Linked DNA regions of Zea mays: region 1 is linked to region 2. Evidence: chromatin contacts called from public Hi-C data. All regions are on one chromosome and are shown on one strand. Each heading gives the region's core, a stretch centred on a gene start, on an enhancer-like site or on the middle of the called end of the contact. The rest is flanking DNA. Distances are from core to core; before and after follow the strand shown.

Region 1 (5,476 bases), core at 2,725-5,224, 720 kb after region 2:
AACTCTACGCTAGGTATAGCAAATGCGAGTTCTGGATTGACGAGGTGCCATTTCCTGGACATATCATTTCTAATGGTGGGGTATCAGTGGATCCTGCTAAGGTCAAGGAGATTATGGCGTGGAGCGTACCCACTACAGTTACTGAGGTCCGGAGTTTCTTGGGACATGCGAGATACTATCGGAGATTTATTGAAGGATTCTCTAAGATTGCTAAGCCTATGACCTCACTTCTAGAGAAGGGAAAAGAGTTTAAGTGGGACGAGAAGTGCCAAGATAGCTTTGATCAATTAAAGAAGAGATTGATGTCGCCCCCAGTGTTGGTTATGCCAGATCTACAGAAGGGATTTGACATTTATTGTGATGCATGTGGCCAAGGCTTGGGATGTGTGCTTATGCAAGAAGGACACGTGATTGCCTACGCGTCTCGTCAGTTGCGAAAACATGAGTTGAACTATCCCACTCATGACTTAGAACTGGCAGCCATAGTGCATGCACTTAAGATTTGGAGACATTATATCATGGGAACCAAGTGCCAAGTGTACACGGATCATAAGAGCTTGAAGTACATATTCACTCAGAAGGATCTCAACCTTAGGCAACGCCGTTGGTTGGAGCTTATTAAGGATTATGATTTGGAGATTCACTATCACCCGGGTAAGGAGAATCTAGTTGCAGATGCCTTGAGACGGAAGGAACACGTCCATGCAGCTATTGTTGCCCAGATACCCAATGAGATTATTGAGGATTTTAGGAGACTTAACCTAGGACTAGTTGCACATACGGAAGGAGTCACTATTGATGTGTAATCTACCTTGGAACAAGAAATTCGTAAAGGTCAGATTGGTGATGCCAAAATTCAAGAGATCAAGGATCTGATTACGGAATGTAGAGGTCCAGAGTTCACAGAGTATGAGCAAGGCACAATATGGTTCAAGAACCGGATATGTGTTCCTGAGATTGATAGCCTTCGTGAGACTATATTGAAGGAAGCCCATGACTCTGATTATTCTATTCATCCTGACAGCACTAAGATGTATCACGATTTGAAGCAGAAGTTTTGGTGGTATGGACTGAAGAGTGATGTAGCTGCACATGTGGCTATGTGTGATGTGTGTCAAAGAGTCAAGGCCGAACACCAAAGACCAGCTGGACTATTGCACCCATTAAAGATACCTAAATGGAAGTGGGAAAAAATTGGTATGGATTTCATTGTTGGACTACCAACGCACTCATGCAGGGTATGACTCTATTTGGGTGATTGTGGATAGACTGACGAAGGAGGCTCACTTCATACCAGTGAGAACTAACTACACGGGAGCCAAGGTAGCATACTTGTATATGACTCGGATAGTTTGTCTACATAGGGTGCCTAAGAAGATCATATCAGATCGAGGATCACAATTCACTTCTCGGTTTTGGAAGAAGCTGCACGAGTGCTTGGACACACAGTTGAATTTCAGTTCAGCTTACCATCCCCAAACTGATGGGCAAACCAAGAGAACCAACCAGGTGCTGCAGGATATGTTGAGAGCTTATGCCCTTAAACATGGTGGTAGTTGGGATAAGAGCTTAACATATGCGGAGTCCTCTTACAATAATACCTACCAGGCCAGTTTGAAGATGTCACCGTTTGAGGTAGCACTGGGCATAAAACCTGAGCCCGAAGCCTTGTACCCGAAATACCCAAACCCGTACCCGTATAGCCCAATACTCGTTACCCAAATAGCTCTAGCGGGTAACAGAACTAAATACCCAAATTAAGTACGGGCCTAATCGGGTATTAAACGACGGTACCTGATCTACCCATACTACCCAAAGCACTGTAGCTGCGCGGCCCAGGTGCTCAGTGCTCTGCTCACGGGCACAGCCCAGTCTCCCAGCGGAGCACACGGCCCAGACGCCCAGTCTCCCAGAGGCCAGAGCACGAGCCTACGACCGCACGACGGCACGAGAGACGAGACCACGAGTGCACAACCACAAACCAACAAACCCTAGCTATCAGCCTCTCCTGGAGGTGGTGGCTCGACACTTCGGCAACTAGGCAAGCTGGCAAGGCAAGGCACGCACGCAGCGACGCAGCGCTAGAGGAGCTAGAGCCCTCGGCGGCGGCGGCTCGGCCAGGCGGCCAGCGCGGCTGTGCGGCAGCGCCCTCGGCCAGGCGGCCAGCGTGGCAGCGCCCTGCGCCAGCGCGCCAGTGCTTACTGCAGTTGTGCCTGATGCCGTTGTTGAGTTAACCATGTGAGTTGTCTGTTGTGCGGTTGAAGAATTAACCATGTGAGTTATCTGTTGTGCGGTGCCAATTTGCTCACCATTCTGAATGCCTGACGCCGTTGTGGTCGAGTGCTGCCGTGCTGGAGTCTAGAGAAGTGGAGAGGAGAGCGGATAATGTGTACTATGTTCTCTAATTCTCTTGCTCTCTATTATGTGTGATAGAGAGAGTAATACTATTAGTGAATCTGTGACTGGAATATTGTTTCACTGTTTTAATTTTTAAATAATGTGTACTGTGTGCTCTATATGCTCTCTATTATTGTTTCACTGGAATATTGACTATGGGTATTTTGTTATTACCCGAACCCGTACCCGAAAGTACGGGTACCCGACATTACGGGTACGAGTTTGGGTTTAGATGTTTAAAACCCGAAATATAAAAAACCCGAAAAACCCGACCCGAAATACCGGGTAAACCCGAACGCCCAGCTCTAGTTTGAGGCTCTATATGGCCGAAAATGCAGGACTCCACTGTATTGGGATCGAACTGGTGAAAGGCAGTTCTTTGGGCCTGAAATTATACGAGAGGCAAAAGAACAAGTGCGAATGATAAGGGAGAATTTGAGAACTACGCAGTCAAGGCAGAAAAGCTATGCGGATACCCGGAGGAGACTGCTAGAGTTTAAGGAGGGTGATCACGTGTATTTGAAGGTGTCACCGATCCAAGGTATGAGGAGATTTAAAGTCAAAGGGAAGTTGTCCCCTCGCTTTATTAGACCTTTCTTGATCTTAAAGCAAGTGGGAGAGGTTGCCTACCAACTGGAACTACCCGATCATCTCGTGGATGTACATGATGTCTTCCATGTATCTCAGCTGAAGAAATGTCTCAGGGTACCTGAAGAGCAGCTACCATTGGAGGATCTTAGTGTTCAAGATGATCTGACTTATGCTGAGTATCCTATCAAGATTCTTGACACACTGACTCATGTCACAATGAGCAAAGTGATTAAAATGTGCAAAGTACAATGGAGTCACCATGGAGAAGATGAAGCTACTTGGGAGAGAGAAGAAGAGCTTCACATAGATTTTCCCCATCTTTTCCCTAGTCCTTCCTAAATCTCGAGGACGAGATTCTTGTTAAGGGGGTAGGATTTGTAATACCCAATTTGTAAGAGATTACTAAAGGAGAAACTATCCCTTTATGCATGTGCACTCTCTATTTATTATCACAAGTGAACACCTCATTTAAAAACAAAGGATTAATAAAAGTCATGCCATTAAATTGTGCATCATGCTGAGGTTTTATTTGGTGTGCATTTTGTGACAACATAAAATGACAAGAAATATATTAAAGCCCAAAGTGGAATTTAAATTCTAAAAGAAATTCTAGAATTTTGAAAAGAGAAGAAAACAAATATTATGTGGAAAAAAATAAGTAAATAAAAATATATTATTCCTACACTAGGATTTGAAGTTGAATATTTAGCTCAAATATGAGACTCATGACAAAATTCAAATTTAAGTTTGAAATCAAGAAAGTAAAAAGGTAAACCAACCAGAAATTGAGAAAGAAAAGGAAAGGGGATGAGACTCGCATGGGCCCAAATCATTCACTCGACCCATTAACCTTCCCCGCACGCCCCTCTCCGCTTCACCTTACCCAAGTGCCGACTACTGGGCCCCACGCGTCAGCTACCCACTCGCCCCACGCTCGCGTTATTGCCGCGGTCACTGACCTACTAGGCCCACATGTCCGTGACTCTCTTTCCCCCACACGCGCTGCTCGCGCTGGCCGTTGGGACCCATGTGTCAGCTGTGTTATCCTCGCCACTGTAGATCTTCCACGCCGAACGTCGCGGCGTAGGCCGTTGAGCCGCCCAGTTTCCTCGCGGCACGACTCCATCCCACGGTGGCTACAAAGGCAGACCGACTCCACCCCATAGCCCCGTAGCCATTGCCTCGTTGACTTCTTCACGCCATAACCCTAAATCCAAGCCTCCATCGCCAACCTGAGAGGAAGGGAGAGCCGCATCCGAGGAGACCGCTCCTCCGTCACCGTTGGGCCTCGGAGCGCGGACTCGGGGGCGTGGCGCCGTGCTCGGGACATGCTCAGCCGCGCGATTTCGTCCGTGGGCAGCTGGTGGTGCGTGGATTCATCATCGGAGTTACCTCCTCCGCCACGGCCGCTAATGCCGAGGATTCCCGCTCTAGCCGCGCCTATTCTGGGTGAGTAGCTACCCATATAGTTCACGATGTCATTCCCTTTGTGTAGCGCTACTCGGGGTAGGGAATGGGTCGCCGTAACACCGTATGGCTCAACTCCGGTGGTCTCGCCGCTGTTAGAACGGGCGCCGTCGCCCAAGTACGGTGGTCGCGGGAGCGGATAACGGCGGGGTCACGGGTGTCTTGGTTTCGTCAGTGAACGACTAAGATTAGATGATCGCATACCCGTTCGCGGCTTTCGGTCTAGTCCGTTGATCTGGATCGGACGGATAGAAACAAATCTAAAATAATAAAATCATCCCGTCGTATTTGCATCCAACGGTTCTCGTCGTGTACCGTTTTGTGACCGCGCCAATCTAATCTAGACCCTAGATCTGAGAACGGACGGCCAATACCCCGCGATACCCCTTCGCAAGCACGATTTTACTTAAGAGTACCTAGTTAACCTAGTATTCAACCCGCCGTCCGACTTGAGTATTTCTGAGTCTATGTAAACCTTACGTCGAAACCCCTACCTTCTCTGGTATTTGATGCCCTGTCCAGAGAAATAGAAAACCTAAGAAAAATCAATTAGAAAATGGTTTTAGTATTAAATTATTTGCAGAAACTTGTTTAAACCCTAGAAAATTCATATGAACTCCAAATTGATCCATTCAAGTTTCTAAAATTTTGTAATATTATTGTTTATCACCTAGAGTCTCTGTTTTGACATGGAAACAATAGTAAAATTAATTTCTCACTTAATCATAGATCAAAAACATAAAACCTTTAGAAATTCATAATTTAAAATCCATAACTTCAAAATTAATGATTCATGTTCCTAGGATCATATTTTAATGTGTAGATTATTATTATGTATTTTGTTTACATGTTTGGTGTGATGTTAATTTTTATATATACTGTGCTTGTTTGTATTGTGGCGAGTAGAAGAGCCTGTGACTGAGGATCCTGGTGCCCAGCAGATAGAAGATGCTGAGCAGGAGCTCACTGAAGGCAAGTTGTGCCCTTGACCACTTTTATACCCAATAATATTCTTTAATGT
Region 2 (5,697 bases), core at 31-2,530:
CTTAGCATTTATACCGATATTTTGGATGGTTGCATTTGAACATAAATTTGGAGTTTGGATTTTGAGTGTGCTTTTTGATTAATTTGAAGTTTAAATTTGAACCTAGAATAAAAATTTGAATTTGGAAAGGTTCAAAATAAATAGAAATGGAAATAAAATAGAAAATATAAAAAAATAAAAGAGTAACCTGCACCTGGGCCATCTCCTTCTCCCGGCCCAGTGACTCTGCTTCTCCCTTGCAGTTGTGCGACCTGATTACATGTTGGCCCAAACAAACCGCGCGGCCCATGGGGGAGGGAAAACATCAGCGCCGACTGGTGGGCCCAGTACTCCAAACACCACTGTGCGACCCAGTTTTCCCACCTGGCGGCCCACGCGCGCGCTCGGTACTCACCGTCAAGCGGGGCCCATCCCCAAGCCGATTCCACACGCACGCGTCGCTGGCACTGACATATAGGGCCCGTGTGGCAGACTCTCCGCTGGAGTGTTCGGGGTTTCGCGGGCACTGTCAGGTGGGGCTACCTCGTCAGATCGCTCATCCAGGCATCCAGCTTGGTTCGTTGCAAACCTCACGAGATTTCCGCCGCGATCTTCATCACTAACAAAACTCTTCGCGGACTCCCCGGCCTTCGGCCTATAAGTGCCCGGTCATCGCCCACCTCTCATCCACAACTGGCTAGCTTCGATGATGCGAGCCATGGGGGCATGGGCGCTATTCGCACCGCCATGCTCGACGAGCGGGGGGAGGGTGATTGGGTCCGCCATGGTTGACTCATGAATTGGGTGGAGCTCCAACCTTGGCGGTTGGCCTGGGGAATCACAGTAGCGCCCTGATGATGCCCGTGGTCTTCCCACCCCGGGAATTGGACCGTGAGCCGCTCAATTTCTCACCGGGGCAATGGCGACCGCCGTGGCACCACATCACATTGTGGTCGTGACCCTTGATGCATAATCACCGGTGAGTCCTCCCACGCAGGATTCAATGGGTTCTACTAATCGTTTATCCTATATCCGTTTCGGGTTTGGAACTTGGAATCGCCGATGGGGCTTACACCAGTGGGGCTCCGCCGTGGCCCTAGGCCTACGCCGCCACCCAGTGCCGACCGGGGGTAGGAGATGAAGATCTAGACGTTTGTGTGACTAGGATTGATCACCACTTACCCCTTCGTGCTAGGAAATTGTGACCATCGGATCCAATGGGAGCGGTGTAGATTAGTCAATCGCTGGGACAAACCTCGACCGTGGGTCTGAAATCCAATGGTTGTGAGCCTGTATCGGTTCACTTAAGGGACGATGTAATCTGGGCGGTCGGTTTTTGATCTAACGACCAGATCTGGCCGATACCTCTTCGGTGTGGACAATTTGCTAAAGAAACCCCACATTTTTCTCAAAACAGCCCCCCGTCCAAGACTATGTTAAGAATATTGCGGTTGGGTCCCGGAATTTATAGATTTGACCCTGATCTTTCGTAGAATAGTGCCCCTATTCCGGAGTCTTTAATTAAATATGAGAAAATGAATTTTTGGCATATAAACAATTCTAGAAAAATATTTATAAATCCATAACTCCTTTGTTTTAACTCTGAATTGATCTGTTCAAGTTGCATTAGCTTCGTATAAATATTTACTACGCAGTAACAATATTAGTTATATCATATTTCATACTTTTATAGTTAGATATTTATTTAAACTATGTTTACTAAAGTGACTCTTCTACTAAAAGCTAACCTGCCTATATTTGCAATCTAATTAAAATAAGATTAAAGTCCGAATTGATCGCTAGTCAAGTTATAAGCAAGATTAAAGTTGAATTAGTTATTTCTTTGGATTATCTTTATGGAATCAACACAAAACCTAGTGTTAAATACTTAATCACGTAGGTCTTCCAAAAATCACAACTTTATAACCGTAACTCCGAATGTAGTGGATCTCGAACCCACGATCTCGTAGCGACGCAGAAATTATTATTATGCATCTTGTGCTTATATTTGGTGTGATGTTAATTTTGCCTATACTATGTTTGTTTGTATTACTACATTTAGTAGTGAGGTCATGAGTCACCTGAAGATCACCCTAGTACCTGGAATCTCAAGTCCCAGGCAAGTTGTGCCCTTGATCACTTTTATTTACCCAATAATGTTCTCTATAATCATCTTGGCATGCATAGGCTTAATTTTGATGGGACCTGATAGGTCACCCTAGTTTGGTTATCTTTACACCTTGCTTACCCCTAAACTTTTGGGTAGTCTTTGCTATTGCGCTATATATGGTTTTGGGTGGTTAGATAACTATTACACATCGTCATTCTTTATTATTATTGTTCTATTTCTGTTCATGATAAGACCATTATGTTAATTGGAACATCAAGCTTAACTTGGGAAACACGTGCCGCCACAAGGGTGGAATGGGACACCCTTGGTTGACTAATTAGGATAGCTAGTGGAAGACTACCTTACCCGAAAGGGCAAGGGTAGTAGGGGAGTAGGCGTGTATCAAGGTTCTCGGGTTGATTTTGTTGCGATGGTGGTCAGACGAGGGATTCCTGCATTGCTCTTCCTAAAAACTGTAGCGGGTTTTCGGAAGCTAGTGGAACTTTGTAAATGCCTCGTAGTGTTACCCTGCCTCGCTTCCTTGGTAGAGTTGTATGGGGCCCGTACAACCCCATGGCAGATGGGTAACATGACTTGTGGGTAAAGGGTACCACCTCTGCAGAGTGTAAAACTGGTATACTAGCCGTGCTCGCGGTCATGAGCAGCTCAAGACTCTTGCATGATTAATTTATAGAATTAAATTCAATTTGTCATTTGCATTGCATTGTGGATTATTATGAATTTTGATATATTATTACTTTGGTTTGGAATCTACTTATACTTAGTAACTGTTAATAAAATTTTGACCAACTTTAAAAGCGATGCTCAACTTTAACCATCCTCTTTGGTAAGCCTTACACTTCACCTGGGCTGCCACCTTTGTCGAGTTCATGCACATTATTCCCCACAACTTGTTGAGCGATGAACGCATGAGCTCACCCTTGCTGTCTCACCCCCCACAGGTCAAGAACAGGTATTGCAGGATGAGGCGCATGGAGGATGCTGTGATGATTCGTGAGAGGTCTAGGCCGTCGTCTCCCAGTCAACTTTGGGTTGGTGGATCTTTGTCTTCGTATGATGTAATTATTTAATTATTTTGTATAGAACTCCTATTATATAGTAAAGATGTGACATTCGTTTCTGTACCATGAGTCATCATATATGTAAGACTTGGTCCTAGCACACTTGGTGATTATGTCCATGCCCGGGCTTTAGATCCGGGTGTGACAAACTCGCGCGACTCACGGTGATGGTGGTGGCGAGGTTTTTTGGCTGGCCCCTGTGTCTCTTTCTCCTTCCGTGCCGGCGAGGTGAGGGCCTGACGACGGCACCTCCTGCGCGCCCACGTGGCTGCCCTGCGGCGATGGCGGCGCCTGCTCGCCCGGGACGGCTTGCACGACCGTGTGCGCGGCTGGCCCACGTCGGCAACTGCACGCAGCGGTGGCGGAGCCTGCGTGCCCACGACGGCTGGAACGGCCGCGCTCCTGTGGCTGCCAGTGGCGGCGCCTACGCGCTCTTAGCTAGTCTGTGGCGGCGGTGGTGGTGCGCTACGCGGCTGGCCCACGACAGCTTGCATGACCGCGTGCTTGCGGTTAGTCTGCGTCGGCGACAGTGGTCGCGCGCTCGCGTGGCTTTCCTATGGTGGCGGCGAATCTAGGCCCCATCGGCCTAGATCTGGATCTGCGCCTTAGCAATGGTTGTCCTTGCGAGGTGCATGTTGGTGCGCAACGGTGGCGGTGCACCCGGCAACAGCTGGTTTCGATGGCCGCGGGTGCCAGGGGCAGCGGCGACAGCTAGTAGGCGATAGTGTGGCGCACACGACAAGGTGTTCCCTTGTTCCATATGCCCAGCCGGAGGGATGGCAGCTGACACAGCTTTGCGGCTATGCGCCTCGGTGCCCCTCTAGAGGGGTTTGCGCGGAGGACAGGGCGGTGGCGGCGGCGAAGGCTGCATGCTTTGACCTGAGTTTCTGATCTAACGATGTGCTGGAAGGCATTTTGGACAATCGCCTCGGTGACGGTGACACTCATGTGCATCACTTTCCTTATTGAGGGCGTCACATTGCTCTGTCTTTCATGGGCGAAAGCCCGGTCCATCTTGGACATGTGATGTTGGCGTCCTAGACGCCACTCTCTTCCTGGAGGCGTTACGTTTGAGTTCGTCTCGGCCTCGATGTTGCCTTCGTCTCCTGCTATTACGTTCAAAAAATTAGCTAGTGACAACATCATATAGTTTCCACCACTATTCCAAAACCATAAATGAATAAAAATAAAACTACTCAGATGATTATAATTTTCAAGAATACAAAGAACAAAAGAAAGCATAAACTAGGTATACACCAAAATTAGGTGTTGTAAGCTGTATAACAATAATAACTTACAATTTCCGTCCCAATTTATAACTCGTTTGATTTTTTTACAAAATTTTACCACCTCACCTTATTGATTTTTAAGAAAAAATCAAAGCAAAACTTAAAGTCCATTATGCTAAATGATATTACTATACAAAATAATAATAATTATGAGATTTTTTAATAAGAGGAGCCGATCAAACTTAAGGCGCAGTCATACAATTGCACGCAAATTTTATTGCTGCACTTGTGTCACACCCGGATTTATGGGACAAACCCGGGCGCGAATCAAATGTGTGTTATTATCAAGTCTCACACATATGATGACTCATGGTACAGAAACGAATGTCATATCTTTAGTATACGATGGAGTTCCATACAAAATAGTTAAATAATTACATCATAAGAAGACAATGATCTAGCAACCAACTGGGAGACGACGGCCTAGACCTCTCACGAATCTCATTGTGACATCCTTCAAGGTCCTCATCTTGTGGTACTTGTCCTTGACCTGGGGAGAATGTGAGTACAACAAGAGTGAGCTCATATATGTTCATCGCTCAACAAGTTGTGGGGAATAATGTGCATGAGCTCACTTACAATGGAGCTCATGTGAAGTGTAAGGCTTACCATAAAGCTAAGCATTGCTTTTAAAGTTGGTCAATGTTTTATTAGCAGTTACTAAGTATAAGTAGATACAAACCCAATTAAATTAGAGATCACAATTAATAATAACACCCACAATTCAATGCATATCACAGATTAAGTTTAGTTCCATAAGTTAATCATGCGAGAGTTCTGAGTCGCTCTTGACCGTGAGCATGGCTGATATACCAGTTTACACTCTGCAGAGGTTACACCCTTTACCCACAAATTGTGTTACCCATTTGCCAAAAGATCGCAACTTCCCATTCATCTCTGCTGAGGAGACAAGGCAGGTTAGCACTATGAGGCCTTTACAAAGTTCCACTAGCTTTAGAAAACCCGCTACAGTTTCTGAGAATGACAATATAGGAATCCCTCGTCTGAAAAGCCATTGCAGCATGATGGACCCGAGAACCTCCCCATACACAGCTCCTCTACCACCTTTGCCCCTTTCGGGTACGTAGTCCTCCACTACCTTTCTTAATTAGTCAGCCAAGGACGTCCCATTCCACCCTTGTGTTAGCATGGTTATCTCAAGTTATGATCCTTGTTCTAATTAACACAATGATCTTGTCACGAACAATAATTAAAACAACAACATAATTGGAACATG

What was found. Hi-C and Micro-C count contacts between places; a contact is called where the count stands out from the background.
Region 1: a Hi-C map of bundle sheath shows a contact between it and region 2, with 2.6 times the contacts expected there. The contact joins two enhancer-like sites. A contact is called at or near these places in 2 of 25 Hi-C or Micro-C datasets (bundle sheath and endosperm).

The regions. Positions count from the first base shown.
Region 1 is chr7:13,377,432-13,382,907 of Zm-B73-REFERENCE-NAM-5.0, forward strand. No RefSeq gene overlaps it. Among protein-coding and RNA genes, the nearest start is that of LOC103632056, 13 kb to the right of the region's middle. Within about 2 kb of position 3,975, at least 16 of the 20 cell types and tissues checked have an H3K27ac peak or open chromatin away from gene starts, as enhancers often do. A contact at or near this core is called in bundle sheath, where this site is marked.
Region 2 is chr7:12,660,336-12,666,032 of Zm-B73-REFERENCE-NAM-5.0, forward strand. No RefSeq gene overlaps it. Among protein-coding and RNA genes, the nearest start is that of LOC109940905, 10 kb to the right of the region's middle. Within about 2 kb of position 1,281, at least 19 of the 20 cell types and tissues checked have an H3K27ac peak or open chromatin away from gene starts, as enhancers often do. A contact at or near this core is called in bundle sheath, where this site is marked.